Linked DNA regions of Mus musculus: regions 1, 2 and 3 are each linked to region 4. The links are chromatin contacts, called in public promoter capture Hi-C maps. All regions are on one chromosome and are shown on one strand. The core of a region is the stretch at or near the end of the contact, and the rest is flanking DNA. Distances in the headings are between cores, read along the strand shown.

The links. Promoter capture Hi-C pulls out the DNA fragments that hold promoters and counts their contacts.
Region 1: a contact with region 4 is called in a promoter capture Hi-C map of stem cell-derived epiblast-like cells, with 4 times the contacts expected there. The contact joins the enhancer-like site here to the promoter of Wnt5b in region 4. A contact is called at or near these places in 13 of 39 promoter capture datasets (the 3T3-L1 cell line, cranial neural crest, embryonic stem cells and 8 more), 5 of 484 Hi-C or Micro-C datasets (all in embryonic stem cells), 12 of 115 datasets of contacts at active chromatin or transcription factors (the 230-238 cell line, astrocytes, cardiomyocytes and 5 more) and 1 of 9 other capture datasets (embryonic stem cells).
Region 2: a promoter capture Hi-C map of embryonic stem cells shows a contact between it and region 4, with 2.4 times the contacts expected there. The contact joins the enhancer-like site here to the promoter of Wnt5b in region 4. A contact is called at or near these places in 8 of 39 promoter capture datasets (the 3T3-L1 cell line, the C10 cell line, the HPC-7 cell line and 4 more), 1 of 484 Hi-C or Micro-C datasets (bone marrow-derived macrophages), 3 of 115 datasets of contacts at active chromatin or transcription factors (bone marrow-derived dendritic cells, embryonic stem cells and regulatory T cells) and 2 of 9 other capture datasets (embryonic stem cells and liver).
Region 3: a promoter capture Hi-C map of liver shows a contact between it and region 4, with 2.8 times the contacts expected there. The contact joins the enhancer-like site here to the promoter of Wnt5b in region 4. A contact is called at or near these places in 4 of 39 promoter capture datasets (embryonic stem cells, hippocampal neurons, liver and 1 more) and 2 of 115 datasets of contacts at active chromatin or transcription factors (embryonic stem cells and pancreatic cancer cells).

The regions. Positions count from the first base shown.
Region 1 is chr6:120,183,742-120,187,168 of GRCm38.p6, forward strand. All of the region lies in intron 1 of Ninj2 (ninjurin 2), which reads left to right. Among named protein-coding and RNA genes, the nearest start is that of Gm25327, 42 kb to the left of the region's middle. Within about 2 kb of position 1,795, at least 32 of the 459 cell types and tissues checked have an H3K27ac peak or open chromatin away from gene starts, as enhancers often do. A contact at or near this core is called in embryonic stem cells and stem cell-derived epiblast-like cells, where this site is marked.
Region 2 is chr6:120,273,730-120,277,589 of GRCm38.p6, forward strand. The region is part of intron 1 of B4galnt3 (beta-1,4-N-acetyl-galactosaminyl transferase 3); the gene reads right to left. Among named protein-coding and RNA genes, the nearest start is that of B4galnt3, 19 kb to the right of the region's middle. Within about 2 kb of position 1,307, at least 58 of the 459 cell types and tissues checked have an H3K27ac peak or open chromatin away from gene starts, as enhancers often do. A contact at or near this core is called in embryonic stem cells, where this site is marked.
Region 3 is chr6:120,157,734-120,161,225 of GRCm38.p6, forward strand. The region is part of intron 1 of Ninj2 (ninjurin 2); the gene reads left to right. Among named protein-coding and RNA genes, the nearest start is that of Gm25327, 16 kb to the left of the region's middle. Within about 2 kb of position 1,733, at least 133 of the 459 cell types and tissues checked have an H3K27ac peak or open chromatin away from gene starts, as enhancers often do. A contact at or near this core is called in liver and pancreatic cancer cells, where this site is marked.
Region 4 is chr6:119,543,005-119,546,590 of GRCm38.p6, forward strand. Wnt5b (wingless-type MMTV integration site family, member 5B) reads right to left here and starts at 1,343. Exons shown (of 5, transcript NM_009525.3): 1 at 977-1,343. Gm52875 reads left to right here. Exons shown (of 2, transcript XM_030255703.1): 2 at 243-1,343. The coding sequence starts at 544. The coding sequence ends at 1,260.

The DNA.
Region 1 (3,427 bases), core at 545-3,044, 640 kb after region 4:
TTCAAACTCCAAATAAGCTAGCAGGACATACACATGAAACCAGAACCCTGGCCAAAGAAGGGCTGGCTCTCACATGCAAGCCTAAACTTGTCTTGGTGTCCTCAAGTCCAGCCTAGGAGCTGGGCTTGCCCGGGTGCTCCTGAGTTCTCTCGGGCAAAGCTGGCCTTGGTCTTACAGCAAAGCCGTGCAATGATGGAGGCAGCTGTCAAGCAGAAGGCTTGAGGGAGCAGGTGCTAGGTGGCAGACAGGGACCGTACAGGGAGCAACTGGGTAGCTGTGTGGTGACAAGCAGGACTCATGCTTCCTTAGTATTTTTAGAAGGTGAGGGCAAGCAAGGTTGACATCTGACTCCTTACCCTGGGGCACTGCCTTGGGCTTCAGAAAAGCTTGTGGCCAGGACAATGCCAGTGAAGGGGAGATGAGCATGCACTAGTGACCCTCCATCCATCCATCCACCCACCCATCCATCCACCCACCCACCCATCACCCGTCTACTCGTAGTGTACATACTAGGCAGACACTGCTCTGGGCACTAGAGAACTGACTTCCCCAGAGCTCCAGTCTTCCAGGACCAGGGCAAAAGACCAAGAGCTGTGAGTGGCAGACAGAACAGCACAAAGGTTAGGGGGTTGGAACAGGGCAGACCTGGATTCAAGTCTTGACTCTTATGCCTCTCAGCTGTGCGACCTTGGGCAAGCTAATCCCTCAAACTAAGATCCCCTCAGATGGTTTTGATGAAAGATGGTGAAATGGTTGGTGCATGTGAAGAATTTGAAAGAACACAGTGCACCAGGTGGGGTGGGTGGTGCAGAGGCAGGAGAATCTCTGTGTTCAAGGCCAGCCTGGTCTACAGAGCAAGTTCCAGGACAGCCAGGGCTACACAGAGAAACCCTATCTTGGGGTGGGGGAGGGGGGAGGAAAGAAACAAAGAAAGAAGAAACAAATAAACACAATAGCACCAAGTCAGCAAGGGTATTGAAGAGGGACAAGACAGATCAGCAGGTAAAAGCTCTTGCCACTTGAGCCAGCTGATCTGAGTTCAATCCTGTGACCCACATTCCATGCCCCTTCCAGAGGACTCAGGTTCGTTTCCTGGCATCCACATGTTGATTCATAACCATCTGTAACTCCAGTTCCAGGGGATCTGATGCCCCCTTCTGGCTTCTGAGGACACCAAGCATGTACTTGGTACATACACATACATGAATGCAAATTCACACACACACACACATACACACACACACACACACACACACACACGCACGCGCACGCATATATATAGTTTTTGAGTTTTTTTTTTAAGAGGTCATGGTCAGGTCAGACATGGAAGTACATGCCTATAACTCCAGTTCCCCAGGAGGAGGAAGAAAGAATTCAAGGCCACCTAGGTAACACTCCTGGTGAATGCACCCAGCACTTGCAAGGTGGAGGAGGCAGGAGGATTAGGAGTTCAAGGTCATCCTCAGCTACTGAAAGGCCACATGAGACAGTCTCCAAAAAAAAAAAAAAAAGCGCAGCTCTAGGACTGGGCTGGGGATGGAGCTCAGTTCAGAGGGTGGGAGGGGTTGCTTCCTCCTAAGAACAAGTTTCGTTTTTTTTTGTTGTTGTTGTTGTTGTTTTTGTTTTGGCTTTTCGAGACAGGGTTTCTCTGTATAGCCCTGGCTGTCCTGGAACTCACTTTGTAGACCAGGCTGGCCTAGGACTCAGAAATCCGCCCGCCTCTGCCTCCCAAGTGCTGGGATTAAAGGCATGCGCCACGCCCGGTTTACGCACAAATTTTTATCTTGGTCCCCACGACTGGAGAAAGACAGAGAATCTGCCAGTTTGCCAGGGCCTGATGCTGGGCTGTTTCCGGTACGATCCCTTGACCTTAGTTAAGAAGCTATTTTAGCTATTTTGTTGGGGGGTTTGCTCAATCCAGAGTAGGCCTACACTGACTTCTGGTGAGAAGGAAATCTTTCAGAGGAAGGTCCTTCCAGACATCAAAAGCAGAGAAGCAGCAAGGCTTTGTGGGGGCTCCAAGGTCACCCAGCAGAGATAGGGAGAGCCCCCTCCAGTCAGACCTCCCTGGCTCCACAGAGAACTCTGCCATTGCTGGCTTGCTCGCTCCCCCTCGGTTTCCTTCAGCTTTGTCTGCTATCAGAGGCACTGCTGAGTGCAGGCTGGGCTCAGTGACTGTGTCCTCCCATCTCACAGCGGCACTGGAAGCCTGAGAACTGAAGAGAGAGCGGTGCACCCGCCATGTGAGGTCTCCAGCTGCACCAGCTGGGCGAGGAAGGAATGAGGGCTGGGTGAGAGCAAAGCACCTGGGCTGGGTCAGGGTCCCAGGTGGGCACAGTCCTGCTGACTCATGCTGGCAAGTCAGTCAAAGGGGGCCCCTCAGGACTGTCGTCACCCCAGCACTGGGGACTCTGTGCTCCCTGAATCCTCTCTTGTTTATTCCCTCTATAGTCTATTTCATCTATGGCCAGTACCAAGGATACTGCAGTACAGCAAGCAAGATGCTCCATTGAAGGGGGTCTGGCACACAACTCCTCTTCCGTCTGCTAGGCCCTTTCTGAATGAATGCAGAGTTCATTCACTTGTTCATTAGCCCTGTCAGGTGAGGTGCTGCAGCACCGAGGGAGACAAAGTCCACAGTCCCCGCAGCAGCCGTTGGGGTGGCATGAAGGGTCATTTTATCTCCTGGCTTCCCCACTTTAGACACTTTATTCCCTGCTAACCCTTGCCGTTTTAGGAGATTAGGAGGGCAGGACTGTACGGCAGGCAGGGATCTTCACTGCATCCTAGATGTCTGCGTCTGATAGAAGGAGCTGGAGATGTGGTTTGTTGAACTGGACTGAATAGGCGGGCATCTTGGCAGGCTCTCTCCGGGCTGGATGGGGTGGAAAATTCAGCACCTTCCCCTTTTCCCATCTAGCTGACAGATACCATGGCCTGCTGGGGGTCTTCTCACCTGGACTACAGCCAGAAACTGTCAGTACTTCTTGTTCTAATTGCATTACATTCCAAACAAGAACTCTCGCCTTTTGAAATGTATGCTCTAGTGGGGAGGCCACACTCACTCTCATCGTGGTGTGCAATGTTGACTTTCAACTTCAGAACTAACTTCTGGGTTTGTTTGTCATTGTTTGGAGACAAAGGCATCTCTCTCTCTCTCTCTCTGTTTCTTTTCTTCCTTCTTTCTTTGTTTATTTTTTATTCTACATTTAGACTTCTCTCTGGATTCAGGTTCTCCATTACAGCTTGGAGAAATCCCGTGGCTCAGATGTACTGAAGTGGCAGAGCCCTTCAGCACCCATGACGCCTCAGCTCTGGTGTGGCCGAGGATGAAAAGAAAGGGGCCTCGGGCTCTCGGAGACAAGGCAATGGTGTGCCTATAATGGGTATAGGGGAGAGATGCTGCCACCCATCCTGGCTGCCAGGA
Region 2 (3,860 bases), core at 57-2,556, 730 kb after region 4:
GCACACACTATGTGTGGCAGACCTGTAGTCCTAAGTACTTGGGTCACTAAAACACGAGTTTGGCTTGAGCCCAGAACTTTGAAGCCACCAAGAAAAATTCTGAGACCCACACACACCTCTAAATAAACTAATAAAGTTGAGTGAATGAGGGTATGGATAGCTGTTAGAGCAGAACCAGAACCAAATGTAGCTTTTCCCTCTTTTTTTCTGAAACATTTCTACTATATGTGTAGCCCATGCTGACCCCTAACTCATAATCTTCTTACCTTAGCCTCCTGGGTGCTGGGATCACAGGCAAGCACAACCAGGCTTGGCTCGGAACGGCAAGCCTTTGGACTTTTTTTGTTTGTTTGTTTTTAATGTGTACGGGTATTTTGCCTCTGTGCACAGCTATGTGCAGGACACCCATGCCTGATGATGGGATGGGTCCCCTAAAACTGAAGTTAGACAGCTCTGAGCTGTCGTGTGGGTGTTGGGAATTGAACGAGGGTTCTCTAGAGGAGCAGCCAGTGCTTTTAAACCACGGAACCATCTCCCCAGCCTCTGCCTTTTGACTTTTTAACTATCTGACCTTGGACAAAGTTCTCCTCAGCTTTCTCATTTGTAAAACCTCTCCGGCTTTCTGGCTTCCCTTCTAGTGTTTCCTGGGTCGGGAGTCGATGAGAAAACACCAGAAAACACCACCACCAGCGTGCCTGGGTCACCACTGGGCTTCAGATGGGTAATGAAAGGACCATGGACTCAATTCTGGGACTAGGGAAACAGAAGCAAGGAGCTGACTGCACCCAACAGCGACCTTCATGTCTTTATCCCCATGTGTGACTCAATCTTTTTTTTCCATTTACTATATGTGTGCCAACGGGAAAAAGATTGAAAAATATAAAATTAGATGATTAGCTAGGTATTGAGGTGAGGGGGAGGCTGGATATGCATGCTCACGTCCCCTTTTGGAGTTTCAAAGACCCCACCTTGGGGTGCTATATTAGTAGTTTCTAGTCTCCAAAGCCACCTGGACACGTGGAGACTGGAAATATCTTAACACAAGGAAAAACAAGGTTGGAAAAAGTAACAGTTCCTGAGCCCTTGGTGCAGAGGAACCTAACTCCAGCCTGGCTTTCCCTGAAGCAGAGGCTGAGGCAGGAATGTGCCCCACCCCCAATCTCCCCTCCCCCACCACCCTCACCCAACACCCCAAGCAGACCTATAGAGCCACATGCACAGCTCCCTGCAAGGAGACAGACCCCAGTTGTCCCAGCCAGCTGCCTGGGAGTCTCCAAGTCTAAAATTAGCCTGGAGCTCTCCACCCAAGCTGTTCCTCCTCTCTACTCTGGCAAACAGGGCCCTGCGGTGAGGTAATGACTGGGAGCCTGTCTGCCCTGCCCCAGGACAAGGGGTTAGGAAAAGGCACAGAAAGCAATCCCACCCTCCCACCCTGGTCACCCTCGGGCTGCACCCTACAGAAACACAAGAGAAGAGGGCCACCTGGATTTTGACAGCTGCGCTGTGTCTCTTCCCCCACACCTGCATCCAGGGATGGGCTCAGCCCTAGCCTGAACGCTGCACTCTCTAAAAACAAAGCCTGTGCCAGGGTTTCACCTTGGGCAGTCAGGGTCGTTATTACCATTAACAGACCGCCCCTGGGGGGCTCATCGGAACAGCTACCTGAGTGAGCAAGCCTGGGGGTGGGGAGAAGGATCCAGAGCCCCTGCTCCCCTGCTCCCCATCACTGCAAGGGAAACTGGCTCCCCGGACGGGCACCTCTGCCAAGGGCTTCCTCCCCATAGCTCTGCCCATGACTCACTAACTCCTACTTCTCATTCCCTCACTTCTGATGGTCTGGTCAAGCTTGTGGCAGGAACTGCCAAAATTAGTGGGCAATTCCTCAGCCAGTCCCTGAACAGAAGTCTTCCTGCTCCGGGGCTAAGCACACTGCAGTGTTTATGTGGTGGCTGCCCAGCAGGCAGGAGGAAAAGAGGGTGAGGCCCTAGGGTAGGGTCCAGTCCAGTCTATAGCCCAGAAGTGTAGGGGAGGACTTGGAGATTGAAGACAACGGTGACTAAGGCTTAGGGAGATGCCCCCTAAAAGTCACCGAGCCTCTTCAGCTGAAGAGCCAGCCCCACATCAACATCCAACCTTAGCCTTCCCCATAAACCCCACCTGCCGGGTCAACCTTTCCTTCTCCAGTGGGAAGGGGGAGGTGAAGACAGCGGCCATCTCAGGGATAGAGCGTGTCTCCGCCCAGCCTCCCATCTCACCTGGGTGAGGTGAGTTTACACAGCGAGTGATTCTAAGGAGCCTGGATTTGAACCCAGTCATCTTCCCTAGTTTCTTTTTTGCTCACTTTTCTCTGGCCACATTCAGCTCAGGATACTGAAAGCTGAGGCAAATACCACTCCTCTGAGGACAATGTCAGGGTTAGATAAGACCAGGACTCACAGTTGGGGCTCTGTGCTGACAAAGAAAGACTGAGCCTCAGACATGGAAGAGCAGGGCTGACTCCACCGAAAGACGGACAGCCAGTTCACATCAGAACAAGACTGAAAGTCACACTGCTGCTGCCCAGATCTACTATGTTCTCAAAAGAGAAAAGGGTTGTGTTTTTTCTGCCCACCCCTTTCATCCTTCTCTGTGGGGAGGGAGGGGACAGTACTAGAGAGTGAGCCTAGGGCCTCACACAGGATGCCAAGCGAGTGATTAACCACTGAGCTACATCTAGAGCCTCCTTTCTTTTCTCCCCTTCTTTTCTTTTCTTTTCAGCCTTTATTTTGGTACAGGGTCTCCTTAAGTTATCAGGGTTGGCCTTGAACTCATTTTGTACCCAGGCAAGCCTTAAAACTTATACTTTTTCTGCCTCAGTTTCCCTAGAAGCTAGAATAACAGGTATGCATTACCAGGCCAGGTCTTTGTCTTTTCCTTTATTTTTATTTTTTATTTTTTTAATCAGTTCTAAATATCAGTCCTGTCTTAGTTGCTGCTTGAAACAAGACTCCAGAATCCACTGCAATGACATGAGGTAAAAGCCGCTATTAAAGGCCCCAGTTTAGGAGCCAATGGCCTGGCTCAGCAGGCAAGGACATCTGCCACCAAGACCAATGACCTAAACTCAATCCTCAGGACCCACATGGTGGAGATAACCAACTCCCATAAGTTGTCCTCTGATCTCTACATGTGTGCTGTGACACATGCATACACACACACACACACACACACACACACACACACACACACACACACAGCAGGCATACACATAAAATATGGTTAAAAAAAAAAAGCTTTGAGAGGAGGAGCCCAGCACTGAATGGGCTCTGTTCTCAGGACGGGAGCCCAACACACAGGAATCTGTTGGATGAAGAATGTCAAGTCTTGACCTGCCCCTTGCAACGTGAGAATTCAACATCAATAAGAACATCTTTGAGGCTGCTCGCTACCACTAATATCAAAGCAGGTGTCAAAAGAGAAATCTCAGCAAAGCCACAGACTACCACTAAGAGCAGTTGTTGCACTGGAACGTGATCCACCCACAATTAAGTAGCAATGACAATGACGTCAGCTGCCCCACTGGTAAGAAGAGATAAACACGGGATAAGGGTGTTGCTCAATGCTAGAGTACCTGTCTAGCATGCATGATACACTGGGTTCTATACACAGCGCTGAGAAAACAAAATAAAATATCACCTAAGGCAGTTGTTCTCAACCTTCCTAATGTTGGGACCTTTTAATACAGTTCCTCACATCGTGGTGACCCTAACCACAAAATTATTTTCATTGCTACTTCATAACTGTAATTTTGCTTCTGTTATGAATTATAATGTAAATATCTGTGTTTTCTGATGTTCTTTGTGACCCCTGTGAAAGAGTTG
Region 3 (3,492 bases), core at 483-2,982, 620 kb after region 4:
TTGAGCAGCTTGGTTAGCACTCTGGGCTGAGACTATCTGGATTTGAATCCCAGTTCCACAGGGGTTGTGCTTTGGGTCATAACCGTCCCCCAAAGAACGTGTACAAAAGGCTTAGTCATCAGTCCATCATAGCAGAACATTTAGGAGGAATCTGTGACATCGAAAAGGACAGTGGGACCCTGACCCCTTGCTCTCATTTTGCTCCCAGGCCTCCATAAAGTGAGCAACCTTGTAACATCTGTACCTCACAGTGATGTGTCCAATGTGACAAGATCAAGCCATGGGGGGCTGACACCTCAGAAGCCATGAGCTCAACGTAATCTTTCTTCCTCTCGAGTCATCTTGCAGTATCTGTCATGGTGATGAAAACTGACAGACATTAATTAACACATGACCGTCTCTCCTCTCAGACACTTCAGCTTTCCCTGTGATATGGGAAAATGCATTTGCCCCCAAGAAGTTGTTCTGAAATTTAAATGGATTAGAATATATATTTTAGGGGTTGGAGAGATGGCTCAGTGTTTTAAGAGCACAGCTCTTCCAGAGGTCCTGAGTTCAAATCCCAGCAACCACATGGTGGCTCACAACCATCTGTAATGGGATCTGATGCCCTTTTCTGGTGTGTCTGAAGATATAAAGACAGCTACAGTGTACTTACATATATAAAATAAACTCTCTCTCAGTGCCTAAGAGATGGCTCAGTGGTTAAGATCACTGACTATTCTTCCAGATGACCCAGGATTAATTCCTAGCACCCACATGGTAACTCATAACTCCAGGATCAGGCACCCTCATGCAGACATACATTCAGGCAAAACAGCAATGCACAGAAAATAAAAATAGATTTAACAAAATCAGATAGTGATTGTTCCCTCTCCATTTCACACCCCCCCCCACGTGTGTGTGTGTGTGTGTGTGTGTGTGTGTGTGTGTGTGTGTGTGTTACTAGGGGCTGAATTTAGGATTTCACATATGATAGGCAGATACTTCATTATGGAGTCATACCCTTGGCCCTCTTTATAATTTCCATTTTGAGACGAGACCCTTTAATCCTACTGCTTCGACTTCATTAGTAGCTGGGATTGCAGGCCGGACCTAGTGCAGTCTTAAGTGTTCAGTATGCTTTGAAGTTTGTGTTTGACTGTTGCTACACTGGTGGCTCCAGAGTTGACACTGAGCCTTCATGAGGACAGACATTCAATGGTAGAGTTTGTTACTGATGAATAATGTAAGATTCCAATGATACTTTAAAGGACTCTCACATGTATAATTTGAGAGTGCTGGGGTCTTCTTCTTCTTCTTCCTCCTCCTCCTCCTCCTCCTCCTCTTCCTCTTCCTCCTCCTCTTCCTTCTTCTCTTCTTCCTCCTCTTATTTTCTTAGTCACAGCACATGGAGGGCTGAGCTGGGGCTTCAGCTGTCCACAAGTCCATTTCCTCTTGCCTGTACCATCGTTACAATTCCGCCTCCCATTCTAATGTGCTCATGTTGAAATGGGGGTGGCACCCACAGCACAAAGGCTGTGGCTGACTGCCAAAGGACCTCAACCAGGAAAAGTGGTGGGAGGCAGCCAGCTCCTGCCAAGAATGGGAATGTGATTTCCTATCCCACCCCCACAGGGGCCCCCAGCCTCCTTTCTGCCCACTTCTCCTTTCCCCTAGTCCTGTAGGCCACAGGTTTCTGTCTGAAAAAGCGATTAGCAGCGACTAACTCAGCCTGTCTCCTCCTGCCAACTTCCTGAGCACAGGGGCAGAAGGCTCTCTCTGCCAAGAAGAGAGCCTTAGCCCAGCACCCAGCCTGTGTCAGCGGGATGTTGACAGTCATTGGTCATTTATTCACAGCCAACTGCCACACTTGAGAGGTGATTTTATTTAATGGTTGCCAGCCAGGGATACCTGACCTGACTAACCTGCTGGGTTCCTGCATAGCGCTGAAGCCTCGGCTGATACAATGTGTTTTCTGCCCTTTTAGTCCTGTGCTTGCTTTAGTAATGTGGTACAGGGCTGCTATTGATCCCATGGTTCAAGCTCTCCTGCAGCCCCAGGATGGGCTAGGTGGGGGGTCGGGTAGGAGTGGTTAAGTGAGATAACTGTGAACTTTAGATTCCCCTACCTTTACCTCCCTAAAGCTGGGATTATAGGTATGCACCATGATGCCTGGTGCGTGCTTAGGGTCAGCTATCTCTAGTATGCCCAGCATGCTACCTTGAAAAGCAGGTGTAGCACACTGCTTCTCAGACTTTAATAGATATACAGGTGACCTGGAACCCTAGTTGCTCCTATAATGCAGGTACTAGGGGTTGGAGAGTTGGCTCTGCGGTTAAGAGAAACTTACACTCTTTCAGAGGACCCAGGTTTGGTTCCCAGCAGCTACATAAGTGACTCACAATCATCAATACTCAGTTCCTGGGGATCCGATGCCCTCCTCTGACCTCTGGGAACATCAGGCACACATGTGGTGCACAGATACACATGCAGGCAAAGTACCCACGCTCCTAAAATAGAGTAAGCAAATCTAAAAACAAAGTCAGGTTCTTCAGCTCAAGTGTGAGGCTCAGTGGCCGAGGGCCCATCCAGTGTGTGCAAGGCTGAGTTTCAGCCCAAGCCTTGAAACAAAAAGGGGACAAGGGGACAATATTCTGATTGGCTGGGTCTAGGGGGAGGCCAAGAGCATTTGTAATAAACGCTCTGGTAACGCTGCTTCAAGTTGCTTGAATAAAAAAGGTTTCTGGAGAAATCGTGGTTAAAATCCACTGGGGGAACTGTGAAGTCGGGAGGATTTGTTGTAGAAAGATGGGGTGTCATAAAGCCAAAGGGTGAGAGTGTAACTGGGCTTCATAAAGATTTGAAACCAGGGGTTCTCATGACCACAGACCTTTCTTAAAAAGAAAAGAAAAAAATGTGTGTGTGTGTGTGTGTGTGTGTGTGTGTGTGTGTGTGTGTAGGTGAGAGGACAACTCTTGGGAGTGGGGTCCCAGGGATTGAACTCAGGCCATCAGACTAAAGGGCAAGTGCCTTTACATGTTGAACAATCTCACTAGACCCACAGGATCCTCTTGGTCAGTGTTCCATGTACTTAACTCAAGGCCTAGTTATCCCGGCCCCACCCCTGGAATGCCCCGCCCCTGGGATGCCCCACCTCTCCTCACCTCCTTTTCTCTTTTCCCTCAGATCTCCTCAGTGACAAGGTGATTCTGTCCAGAGTCCTGTAGGTTGCATGTCTTGCCTTCTCTTGGTTTGCCCTGGTTCTGTGATGCCCTTTAGTAATTCCCTATGGCAGCAAGCAAAGGCAACGCAGTGTTTGCGTGCTGGGGTAAATGAAGTCACCCGTACCCTCAGCTTCTAGTGAGGCTGCGGTTACACCAACACCAGGCTTCTGTCCTTTGCGCTGGTTCTCAACCCGTGGGTTGCAGGGTCACATATCAGATAGCCTGCATATCAACTATTTGCATTATGATTCGTAACAGTAGTAAAATGACAGTTATGGAGTAGCCA
Region 4 (3,586 bases), core at 93-2,592:
AGTGTACCTACTACTCGGGCCTGTGCTGTCTGGCCAGTCACAAAAGAGAAACCCTAATATGTCCACATGGACCTGCCTAAGTGCTGATCTCTGGCAAGGAGTGAGCCCCTGCTTGCTTGCTATCTCTGTTCCTATATTGACAGCCAGAACACCAAAGTTCTGGCAAATGGGAGCCTTTCTCTGAGGTGGCCTGAGTAGTTGAGGAGACTGCTAACTTGACCCTGGGTCTTTTTTTCTTCCAGGTACCAGGCTGAAACTGCTCAAGGTGGCAGCTGCTGAAAGCTTTGCCAACGTGGCCTGGCAGTGCAAAAGCATTGAAAAGGGACCTTGGTTATGGGGACAAACGTTTCCTCCTCCATCGATTCACTGTGCAACTCACCCTGGGCTTGAGCCACTTCAGTTTCTCTGCCTGCAAAACAGAACCGATCGTTCTAGAAGCAAAGTGAGCAGTGTTCAACAATGACTTGTGAGGATGCAAATACCCAAGAAAGTTGGGTCTGACCAGAGTGTTGGGCCAGATACCCTCTGAGGCGCCCCGCGAGGATGGACAGAGAGATGCAGAGGAGCAGTCGAGAACCAGACAGCACCACGTCTCCAGTGTGTGACCCGCGGTGGCCTGGGACAGGAACTTGGGCTAAAGTCATCCCTTCGCAGTACCTGTCGGAGACACTCCGCGCCGTTCGTCGCGCGCAAAACTGCAGCTGGGCCCCGGCGAGCCAGGAAAAGCGGAGCAGCTCCGGGTTCCCCGCTTCGCGGAGGCGACGCGCAGCGCCCCGGGGGCCAGTCCCGCTCCGGGCCAGGCGCCGTACGAGCGCAGAGCCCCTGGACGCTCGCGCCCCACCTGCCCGCGCCAGGCACCCGCGCGCGGCCCCAGCTTTGTTCGCAACGGCCCGCGGAGCCCGTCGCCGCGCGCCCCTTTCCCGCCACCTGGCCACACAGCGCCCTCGGCCGGCGCGGGGCCGACTCCCGAGCTTACCTGCGGGGGCTGCGGCGTCGGGTCGTCCACGGGACGGGGCAGCCTCGGCTCAGCGCGCGGGCCGCTCGCGCAGCCGCCCCGCACTCCTCATCCGCGGCCGGAGCCTGCCCGCCCGGAGTGCCCGGTCCGCCCTGATGGGCGCTGGGCGCCCGGAGCTCCGACTCGGCCGCAGGCTGCGCGGTCTCGGGGTCCGGGGAGACGCGTTGTCCCCACCGTCCCTTCAGGCGCCGCTAGCGCCACCGGCCTGGAGCGCGGGACCCCGAGAAGTTTCGGCCCCGACTTAGCGGCACCGTTGGCGGCCACGGCTCGAGTGCAGCGCCGGCGCGGGGCGCGCGATCCCGGGGCTCCGCCGCCTGCGCCCCGCCCCGCCCCGCGCCGCCTCCCCGCCCCCCGCAGCCCGCGGCCGCGCGCGACGCCCAGCTCCGGAGGGCTCCTCCCCGGAGCCGGACCGGCCCCCGCACCTGCCTTCCGCGCCCCTCCGCGCCCACTGTCCCGCAGACTCTGCGGGGACAGAGCACTGCAACCGCGCGTGGACGTGGAGCGCGGACGCGTGACTCACCTTTTGGTGACACCCTTTGGAGTCCGGAGCTGCGAAGCGACCCGGGAGCTATTTCCACTCTGCAAACCCCGGTCCGGACCCACACAGGCAGGTCTCAGACTGGGACTCTGATGCCTGGATTGTTCTAGCGGGAAAGGCTTCTGTCAGGACTTAGGGCCCAGTTAGTCTCCGGATAAACATGAGGCACATAAAAGGACCCTACCGTTAGTAGCCTGCAAAGGTCACTAGAGGCCAGTGTTTGGCCTTAGCTCAGGGCAGAATTTAAACACTTTTATGGCGGTTCCTATAGTCTGTTAGTCTGTTTCCTCACAGAACACCACAGTGAGCTGCCCAAGGAACCGGAAAAGGTGAAAGGAATTAGAAGAGGCTTTGGGGAGTCCAGGCCTCCAGCTGGTGGCAGAACCCTGTTCCAGATCCTGGTTACATGGTGCCCACCACGAGCACATGATCTGAATCCATTCTGCAGGTTGTGAGTTTGTCACCCTGCTAAAGAAATTCCCTCGAAATTCAGTTCGGTGAGGGGAAGGAACCAGCAGTAATAATCAAAGACACTGTACTTTTGACCTAGAAACCAAAGAAGGGGACAGAATCCCCCTTCTGGGCATTAAAAAGACAAGGAACTCATCACACTGAGGAGGTGTAAGGAGCTGTTGTTCTCAGGGGTCACAATAGGAAGAGTTAAGGGATATTTTCATCAAATGATCCCTTAATTGGAAAGAAAGGCTCTTGGAATTGGGGTGGCAGCAGCCCAGGTACTCCGGGACTTTTCTCACTTGGAAGTGAGCGTGGTTTACAAGATCTGGTCCAGCCAGTAAATCAATGCCTTATGATAATTATAGGACCCTGCCCTCTCAGGGAGTCCAGTTCAAGGGCTTTATCCTTGGGGACACATGGGACAAGGGGAGAGCCATCTAAAACAAGCACAAAATCTCTGAGTTGGCTTTGTCAGTTTATAATTGGCTCCAGTATTTCCCTCTAGTGAATCATTCGTTCTGGGCTTCTGGCTTTGTGGAAGTTTCAGGGAAAACCTGGAGGTTGTAATCACTCCAGAAGGCCACCTGGGAACAAAACCTGAATGCTGCCTGGGGTTCAATCCGTGAGCTCTCACCATCCGGAAGTTTAAAGTCTAGAGAAACAGGATGTGGGGAGGTGGACCCCTAGAATGCTCATGCTCGCCCAGGGTCATTTTGCTCTGCCTGCCCCTCGCTGACAGCGTGAGAGAAGCAACTCAGCCAGCAGCCAGCACATCCCTCCTTCCCTCCTTTGTCCAAGATACATCAGATAGTGGCCCTGTGGGAAGCCCTTGCTCAGCTAAGATGCATATCATGAGCAGGCTGCATAGCCTGGGCCGTGAGCTAGCGAGGTCTATACAGAACCTGTGCTCCAGAGGCTGGCAAGAAGGTCTGCTTTAGATTGATTGGCAATCTGGCAGGATCTAGTATTGCCTTGGAGACAAATTTCTGGGCATGTCTTTGGATGATTTTTCTAGGCTGGTTAGTTGAGGGGAAAGATGCCCACTAAATGATGGAATGAGTAGGAGATAGCCAGTTGGACATGAGTATCTATCGCTGTCCACTTCTTGACCACAGATGTAATGTAGCCAGCCACCTCCAGCCTTGCCATGATGACCAGACGCACTACAGAGTGAGACCCTGTCTCAAAACAACCAAATAATAATATAAAATAATAAAGAAAAAGAAGGAAGGACAAGAAGTTTGTCATCGGCATGGACTACACAGTGAGGTCCTACATCAAAAGGAGGAGGAGGAGGAGGAGGAAAAGGAGGAGGAGGAAGAGGAGCAGGAAGGAGAGGAGGAGGAAGGAGAAGAGGAGAAAGAGGGGGAGGAAGAGAAGGAAGAGGAAGCATCAACAACAGCTGGGCTTTGGTGGTGCATGCCTTTAATCCCAACACTCAGAGGCAGAGGCAGGCAGATTTCTATGAGTTTGGGAGCAGACTGGTCTATAGGATGAGTTCCAGGATAGCCAGGGCTACACAGAGAAACCTATTTTGAAAAACCAAAATAAATAAGTAGATACATAAATAAATACAT